Regions from separate parts of the Mus musculus genome. Here region 1 is linked to region 2. A link is a contact called in public Micro-C data. All regions are on one chromosome and are shown on one strand. The core of a region is the stretch at or near the end of the contact, and the rest is flanking DNA. Distances in the headings are between cores, read along the strand shown.

Region 1 (3,879 bases), core at 286-2,785, 460 kb before region 2:
CCAAAACCATCCAGAATGTTTGTTCTCTATAAATGGTCCAGTCACGGGCAATATGTAATGGTAGCACGGACAGAGTAAGACATTCTCTAAAAGCAGTGCACGGGATGGGAAGGGCACAGAGGGAGAGGTCACTTTTTATAAGGCATGAAGGGGATCTCTGGAGACAGGCTCCCCAGAAAACAGGCACCGTTTTGCCCAATATAGAAGGAAAAGTAATAATTCAAGAAGAGATGAGGGAGGGGCATTGTGAAATGGAAGTGAAGAAAGAGAGATGTGAGCCTTGTTGTTGATTTAGCTACAACTCAGGAAAGGGGAAAAGCCAGGCATCTGGAGGTGCGGGCAAAGGAGGTTACCAACAGTCAAGGATGCCATGCTGGCTGCCAGGAATTCCAGTTCTGAGACACGGTACAGGGTGCATGTACCTTGAACACATTGTGTAACTGGCCTAAGCCAGTCACGGATGGGTAAATACTGTGCGATTGCTCATCTGTGTGATATACAGAATAGTCAGATTCACAGAGATTGACAGCACAACACAGGTTACTTGGTTTTGAGGAGGGGAGTAGAGAACAGGAAATGATTGCTTCGTTCCCACAAGAGTTTCCATCTGACACGGTGAATGTTTTGGGGAGGGTGCCTGGTGAGAGTTGCACATCCAAGGATTAAAACAATAAACTGATATTTTTACCACAGTTTAAAAAAAAAAAAAAAGACACTTAAGAAGATGGGAAGTTTGGGGGAATAATTCAAAACTTTCTAAAAGTAGGAATGTAACGTCCTTGCTTCAACAGGTATTCTTTGCTTGTGTGACTGCACTGTGTCAAGAAAACAGAACTGGCTTTACACAACAGAGGTCGTGAGATGAAGGTGCAGAGACCATCGAATCTGCCTAAGAGCACAGGGAATGTTTCAAACAGTCCTAAAACCGGAACAAAGCTTTAGGCTCCAAACACCTTGCACTTTTTACTATTCCAGGAGCGGCTTATTGCAACACTTTCCTCATCCTTGCCTTTTCTGGATATACCAGCTAAAACAAACAAGCAAAAAACAACAAAAAGAATTTCAGAAGCATGAGAGGTCTCACTTTGCAGAATGAAATCTTTGTTTACTGTTGAATCATGTTTGATACTTTGTGTGACCTTTGACCCCTCGGCAAGTGAGGCCAAAAAAAGAGCTTTCGGGATAACTGAGGATGCAACAGGGGCATCACTTCTCTGCCAGCCACACGTTAGAAAGGAGGGAGGTACTTCTAGGCCTGCAGCCCAGCTCCCGCAAAACCCCCATGCTCCCCGCAGGGGGACCCAGCGCGCCTTCGTGCGCAGGCGCAACTCTGTGCTCGCCAGCCCGGCTCAGTGGTCCCCCAGCAGTGTCCCGGCTGCTCCCGGAGCCCATGCCGGGTCCCCAGCCCCGCCGAGCCAGCCCCGGCCCTTCCCTGACCCCGCGAGGCACCATGCCAGGGCAAAGTCCCCGAGGGTGTGAACCCCAGTGTCCCAACCCCTGGGCGGGGACGGGCGGCGGCAGTGCGGGGAGCTGTGGGCAGCACAACCCGCGAAGCCCTGCCGCGAGCCGCCGGGTCCTTCCCGAGCCTCCGCCGCCACGCTAGGCCCGCAATCGCGGAGCCCCGGAGCTCAGGGCCCGCGCCCCGCACCGCCAGGCCCGCTCCCGCAGCCGGGGTCCCGCCACGCCAGGCCCGCGCTCCTCCGCGCCCCGCACCGCCAAGCCCGCTCGGCACCGCGCTCCGCACCGCCAGGCCCAGACCCCCGCCGCCGCGCCGCTCCGCCGCCCCGCTCGCTCGCAGGCCCGTTGCGGCAGCCACCGCCACCGCCGCCGGCGCCACCGCCGCCATGGCGGAAGTCCACAGACGTCAGCATGCTCCGGTTAAAGGAGAAGCCCCCGCGAAATCCTCCACACACAGAGATGAGGAGGAGCTGGGGATGGCGCCGGCCGAAACGCTAACGGTGTTCCTGAAGCTGCTGGCCGCCGGTTTCTACGGCGTGAGCTCCTTCCTCATCGTGGTGGTCAACAAGAGCGTGCTCACCAACTACAGGTGGCCGGGCTGGCGGGCGGCGGCTGCGGCGCGGCGGGCAGGGACGGGGGTTCGAGCCCACCCGGGGATACCCTCGGCCACGCTCCCCGCCGCACTGGCCAGGGCTGGGGGTGAAGGGGGAAGGCACAACGAGGCCGGTGCCCAGGGACTAGCGACCCGCGCGGCTGACAGCCCCGGGACCGGCGCGGCCGCACGCCCACGCGCCGTCGCCGCTGTCACTGAGACTCCGGGGCAGAAGTTTGTATGTGTGTGTCTTGTGTTTCCCCTCAAGAGTCATTTAAAAGATTTAAAACCGTTGACGAGGTCTCCGCGGCTTAACTTTCTGGAAAAATCCGTTGCAGGAAGCTGAAGGGAATTGTAAAAAAAAACAGGACAAGACCAGACAAGTGGTCGCCCTAGGCTACAAAATCTAAGATTTTTTTTTTAATTTTTTGTTTTTTATTGGAGGGGCAGGCATCGCTGTGGGTTGAATCAGAACGCATTTTAAGGCTGACAGTGTGGGAGTTGAATTCCCTGTGCTCTGAGGACGTTCTGGCCGTTTTTAACCCCCTTTTCTTTACCCCTTTTGTAGATTTCCATCCTCGCTATGTGTTGGACTTGGCCAGGTTAGTTGGAATCTCGGGCATCCCGTGGTCTGTGTTGTCAGAAGTTCTGTGTGTGTCTTTCTATGCAGAACAGTGCATCTGTGTGTGTTCTCTGTTTGCAGATGGTGGCCACGGTAGCGGTTCTCTGGGTGGGAAAGACACTCAGAGTAGTCAAGTTTCCTGACTTCGACAGAAATGTACCTCGAAAGGTAAACAAACGTGAGAAAGAAGGGATACTTTATTTTATAAAAAGGAGCCATTCTGTGGCTTAAGGGCGGAAAAAAAAATCAGCGTCTTGAATATTTAAAAATGCAGTCTAGCTCCCACCCTAGTCTCCGAGTGCATATAGCAAAGCTAGAGAAAACAGGCCACAGGGCACCCAAGACGACAACGTCTCTGGAAGATGAAGATAGAAAATCCTTCTCTTCATTAAGGAGTTTCTGGGAACAGATCTGCCCACTCTAGCCACGATCTTCTGCTTCCTTTATTCCCTATTTATTTATTTATTGGAGGTGGTGGTGTTGGGAGTGTTTTCTTTCATATTCTTTTCTATGATTCTGTGAGACTCCATGTGATGCCGAAATGTTTCTGTGTCTCAGACTCGTATAGTACCATATTTTCAAGCAACTGATGTTTCTGTCTCACATGGTTGATTATGTTCATATTTCCATCCCCTCTTCTTCCAAGGATAGTTAATGATGTTTGGAAGTTTAATGGGGGTCAGTCCTGTTTATGGGAGCTAATCTTATGTTTCAAGTGGAAAGAATTTGACTATATAAACAGAGCTGTTTCTCTTTGCTGTGAATGTCTTTATTATTGACATCCCTTGCCCTTTTCACTTTTCCAGACGTTTCCACTACCTCTACTATATTTTGGGAACCAAATCACGGGACTGTTCAGCACAAAGAAACTGAAGTATGGATAACTTTATTTTTCTAGTCTGGTTAAAATAATATGATTTTAAAGTTAAATACAAATGATGTTGTGTTAATGTATTATGTTTGAGTGTGGCAGGAATGGATGGGGGAGGGTGTGTGTGTGAGGGGGGAGGGCACAAAAACACCAGGACGTTTCCACTATCAAATAATGAAGACTGAACCCAAAGTTTTGGTTACAAGTTGTTTATTTAAAGTTAAGGAGTGAATTTTGTTCCCTGTCTCACATCTGACTTTGTTTGAAGTGTTCAAATATTATCAGTGGTGCAGTAGATTTTCAGTGTTTTGGGGGAACCTGCCACGGAGAAAGATT
Region 2 (3,812 bases), core at 450-2,949:
GAACACAAGACCAGGCTCTAAACGGAATGATGCGCTGCCTCCATTTAAGGCTATTTCCCTGAATCTATGAGCTTCTACCCCAGAATTCTTCTCTCCCTGGAGTCACACTAATGACATTTGACATGATGACGGGGGGGGGGGGGTGGGAAGGGGGAAAGGAGGGTGGCGGAGAGACAAGGGGAGCTTCACTGGTTTTGTTGAAACCATCTCCCTTTTATTCCAGTTTGGTAAATTGCTAAGGTCCATTGACCATTGGCAACTGGTAGGACAGACCTTGGCTTTAGGTGGCCCCTCTGACATTTCTGTGGCTGATCTGAGACCCATTATGCACTAGGTTCTGCATTATAAAATCTAGCCTGGGTCCAAAATTTCTGCCTGTCATCTTAGGAAAGGCCAGGAGTTTTACCCCATCCTGCAATGTGAAAACAGATAATCAAAGGCAACATAGAGCTGTCTGCTTCTTCTCTGACCAATTTGTTGCTTTTTCTGAGGTGATGTTGGCTGTCACTATCTTAGACTGGAAAGGGCAAGCTGGTAGAATAAAATGTAGTTTAAATAGCATCTCCCAGGGGAAGGTCCTCCCTACACTTAGTATTAAATGCAGTAAGATAATCAGCAACTAATCACTTGATGCTAAACTAAGAGCCATTTCCTCTACGAACTGGTCTGAACCTGATGAAGGAGCAAAGAGGCCCAGGTCTTTTTCTTAGATCGTTCATTCTGCTGCAATGACAGCCCTCATAAAACTCCAGTTTATGAACCAAATTTGTTGCACCCCTCACTCCAATACTATAATGCAAACCTCAAAGATCAGAATATCTTATAAGATATGTAAGCAGTTCACTGAAAATGCCAGCATAGATAACTCTCTCGATGACCTCTTCTGTCTAATATCAATTTCGGAAAATACTTTCCATTGCAAAGATTTAACCAGCGTGCTTAACCTTCCACAGAAACCCCTTATCTTCTTCCCCAACTTGTTTGTTCTGAGACCTTATTCTTGGCTGCCTCAGCTCTCTGCAAACACTTAGGCTTTTCTCTTTTCAAAGAGGCTGGGAGCTGTGGAGATTCTGAGCTAGACAGAAACCCTGTGGTTTGATTCCATTAGTCTAAGCCTGGGCCCGGTTGCAAGCAAGCTGCAGTATCTGCTTGCAAAAATCCTGGCAGCCAGGTTCTAGACACAGACACCACGGGCTGCATGCATTCTTCCATACTGGTCTACCCAAATCTTGCCTGGAGCCAGCCAACCACAGCAGAGGGAATCCTACCTTCCATCATGGTGGCAGAATTGCATTCCTTATTTTCCAAGAAGTCAGAAAAAACACAGGAGGATACGCTTCCAGGTCCCAGCTAAGTCCTCACAAAGCTGCCGCTGAGGTCTGCTCTGCTTGCTGCCAAGCCAAAGGAGACAAGTGTTAACCCGAAAGACCGGCCATGGATGCAGCTAGTGCTGCTTCACCTACAGTCTCCCAGGAAGATGCTGTGAGAGAAAGGCAGAGAGGAACAGCAAGCCGGCGAGCTGCACCGCCTGCGCTGCCTCGGCCAATCCCTTCAGCTCTGGACCGCGTCACATGGTAGCCAGCCTGCATCTCCTGACACAATACCCCCGGAGAGCGCACGGAACCCATTTCCCGTCCCCATTGCTCGCTACCCCCACTGCCTCCCGCTCCTCTCCAAACACACAGCCCCTTCCCCACCTGGTGACGCACTTCCCCCGCCCCTCCTCGTGGTCCTTGCAAGCCTATTGCGGCTCTGGGGCGCCCGATGATCTGAACTGCCACCCTGACAGGGGATGCCAGCAAGAAAGAAGCCCAGGAGGCTGATCCCAGGGATTTTTTTTTTTTTTTCGTTTTTCTCTCTTTTACTTATTTTTTTAAGAAAACACTTCTTAGTAATTCCAGATCTTAGCAACACACGTTTACACTCCCATTCCAACCTCACTTTGACCTGAAGGAATTTCAAATGTCAGCGCTTGGCCTCTGTGCACATCTGTCATCTGTGGCTGGCTCGCGCTCTCTTTAGGTCTCTCTGGCCCCCACACCCCCCGCGCCCTGTCTCTCTGTCTAGGTCTCTCTGTCTCTCCTTGTGTGTCTCTTCCTCTCATTCACGAGAGAAAAATCAATTCGCTGACGTCACATCATAAACAACCATCCCCCAAAGGATGATGCAGGAAAAAAAATTCATCCCAGCTGCCTTGAAAGGAAGCAGGAAATTAATTGCGCATGACATGCCCAAGGGCTGGCAACTGTCATTAAAACAAAGAAACAAAAGAACCCACCCGATTCGGGCTCTGGAATCAAACAGGCGATGCTCCAGCTCATTTCTGGGGCGAGAGGCGGGAGAGGGGGATTGAAGGCAAGAGTCTAAGCGTTGGCCGCCTCAGGCGTGCGCGAGTCGCCTCCTCCCACGCACTCCGCTCCGCAGCCGCGACCCCGGGGCTGCGGGGGCCCTCCGTCACCGCGTCCTCCAGCCGAGCTGGGCAGACGCCTGCCCCAGGTGGGGAGCCTCGCTTGCAGCCTCGGCTACAGCTGCCAACTGAAGCCGCTGCTACATGGCAGGTTTTGCAAGACGCTCCTCCTGCAGTCTTCAGTCGCCTAGGAGCCCAGTCGTTCACCCCAAGGGAAATCCAGAGAGGAAGGCAATCGGTCCAGGTTGCGCTGGAGGAATGGGCGGAGCCTGGGCCTTGGCAACTTGCTAGAATGGGGAAAGGTTCAGGCACAAGGTCTGGTGGAGCTGAGGGTCTGTCACCTGAGTGCTATCAAAAGTCCTAGGAGTCCTTCAAAGGGAGGGACTCCCAGGCCTGGTGTCCTGTGATCCTGGGTTTAACCAGGCTAAAACAAAGCAAAAAGAAATAAATTGAATCGAGTAAGGAAGGCCTATCACTGTAGGGAGCAGATGATGAAAAGGCTAGAGAAAGGTCTTTAAACTAAGGAAGAATAGCAAAGCCGGGGCTATGAAAATCTCTTTATTGAAGATCAGGTCAGAAACTAACAATAGGGCTGATCATTTATAACACCCTCACTTAGTATTACCCAGATCTCGACATAGTCTGATTCTTTCCTCCAGAGGGAATACGAGATATTGGTGGCTATGAAATACTAAAGAGGCCGAACGAAGAGATGAATTAGTCAAAATCAAAAAGCAACTCAGCTTCTTAGTAACTTACAAGAGTTTTATAATAATAATTAATGATAATAGCAATAATAATAATTTTTAAAAGCCTCATTGTTTTCCCACAAGGATCCATCTTTCTGTGGCTTCTGCATTTAAACATTAAAGTCTCCTGAGAGCTATACATGCTCGTGGCTTTTTCCCGAGGCCTATGAGGCCGTAGAGTTTTAAAAGGAAGAGATTACAAAGTAACACTTGTCTTAAGGGCAAGTTGATTGGCTCTAAAAACTGTGGTGGGTTATTGAATAAAGGATGTGTGTGTGTGTGTGTGTGTGTGTGTGTGTGTGTGTGTGTGTGTGTGTGATTAGCAAATTATTTTAATGAAGATTAACAACAGGGATGGAGACTGGTATCAAACAATGAAATGGAATCCTGTCTCTTCTTCATTGAGGTCTGAGAACAGAGGCCAGTTATACAACTCTGGACTTTGGCTTCTTACCTATAAAATGGAAGTTAGAATAAGTCCACAAGCCTATAAACCAGTGGTTCTCAGCCTGTGGGCCGTGACCCTTTTGTAGGTCAAATGGCAGTGGTTACCTAAGACCATCAGAAAACATAAATATTTGCGTTGGGATTTGTAACAGTAGCAAAAGTACAGTTATGAAGTCCCAACAAAAATAATTTTATGGTTGGGAGTTCCC

What was found. Hi-C and Micro-C count contacts between places; a contact is called where the count stands out from the background.
Region 1: a contact with region 2 is called in a Micro-C map of embryonic stem cells, with 9 times the contacts expected there. The contact joins the promoter of Slc35d1 here to the promoter of Sgip1 in region 2. A contact is called at or near these places in 1 of 484 Hi-C or Micro-C datasets (embryonic stem cells) and 2 of 115 datasets of contacts at active chromatin or transcription factors (astrocytes and stem cell-derived neural progenitor cells).

What each region holds. Positions count from the first base shown.
Region 1 is chr4:103,212,832-103,216,710 of GRCm38.p6, reverse strand. Slc35d1 (solute carrier family 35 (UDP-glucuronic acid/UDP-N-acetylgalactosamine dual transporter), member D1) reads left to right here and starts at 1,535. Exons shown (of 12, transcript NM_001356276.1): 1 at 1,535-2,047; 2 at 2,619-2,652; 3 at 2,754-2,840; 4 at 3,479-3,546. The coding sequence starts at 1,845. It overlaps Gm46864 (a long non-coding RNA gene), which reads right to left and starts at 1,768. Exons shown (of 3, transcript XR_001784379.1): 1 at 1,714-1,768.
Region 2 is chr4:102,758,022-102,761,833 of GRCm38.p6, reverse strand. Sgip1 (SH3-domain GRB2-like (endophilin) interacting protein 1) reads right to left here and starts at 1,699. Exons shown (of 26, transcript NM_001285852.1): 1 at 1,269-1,699. The coding sequence starts at 1,278.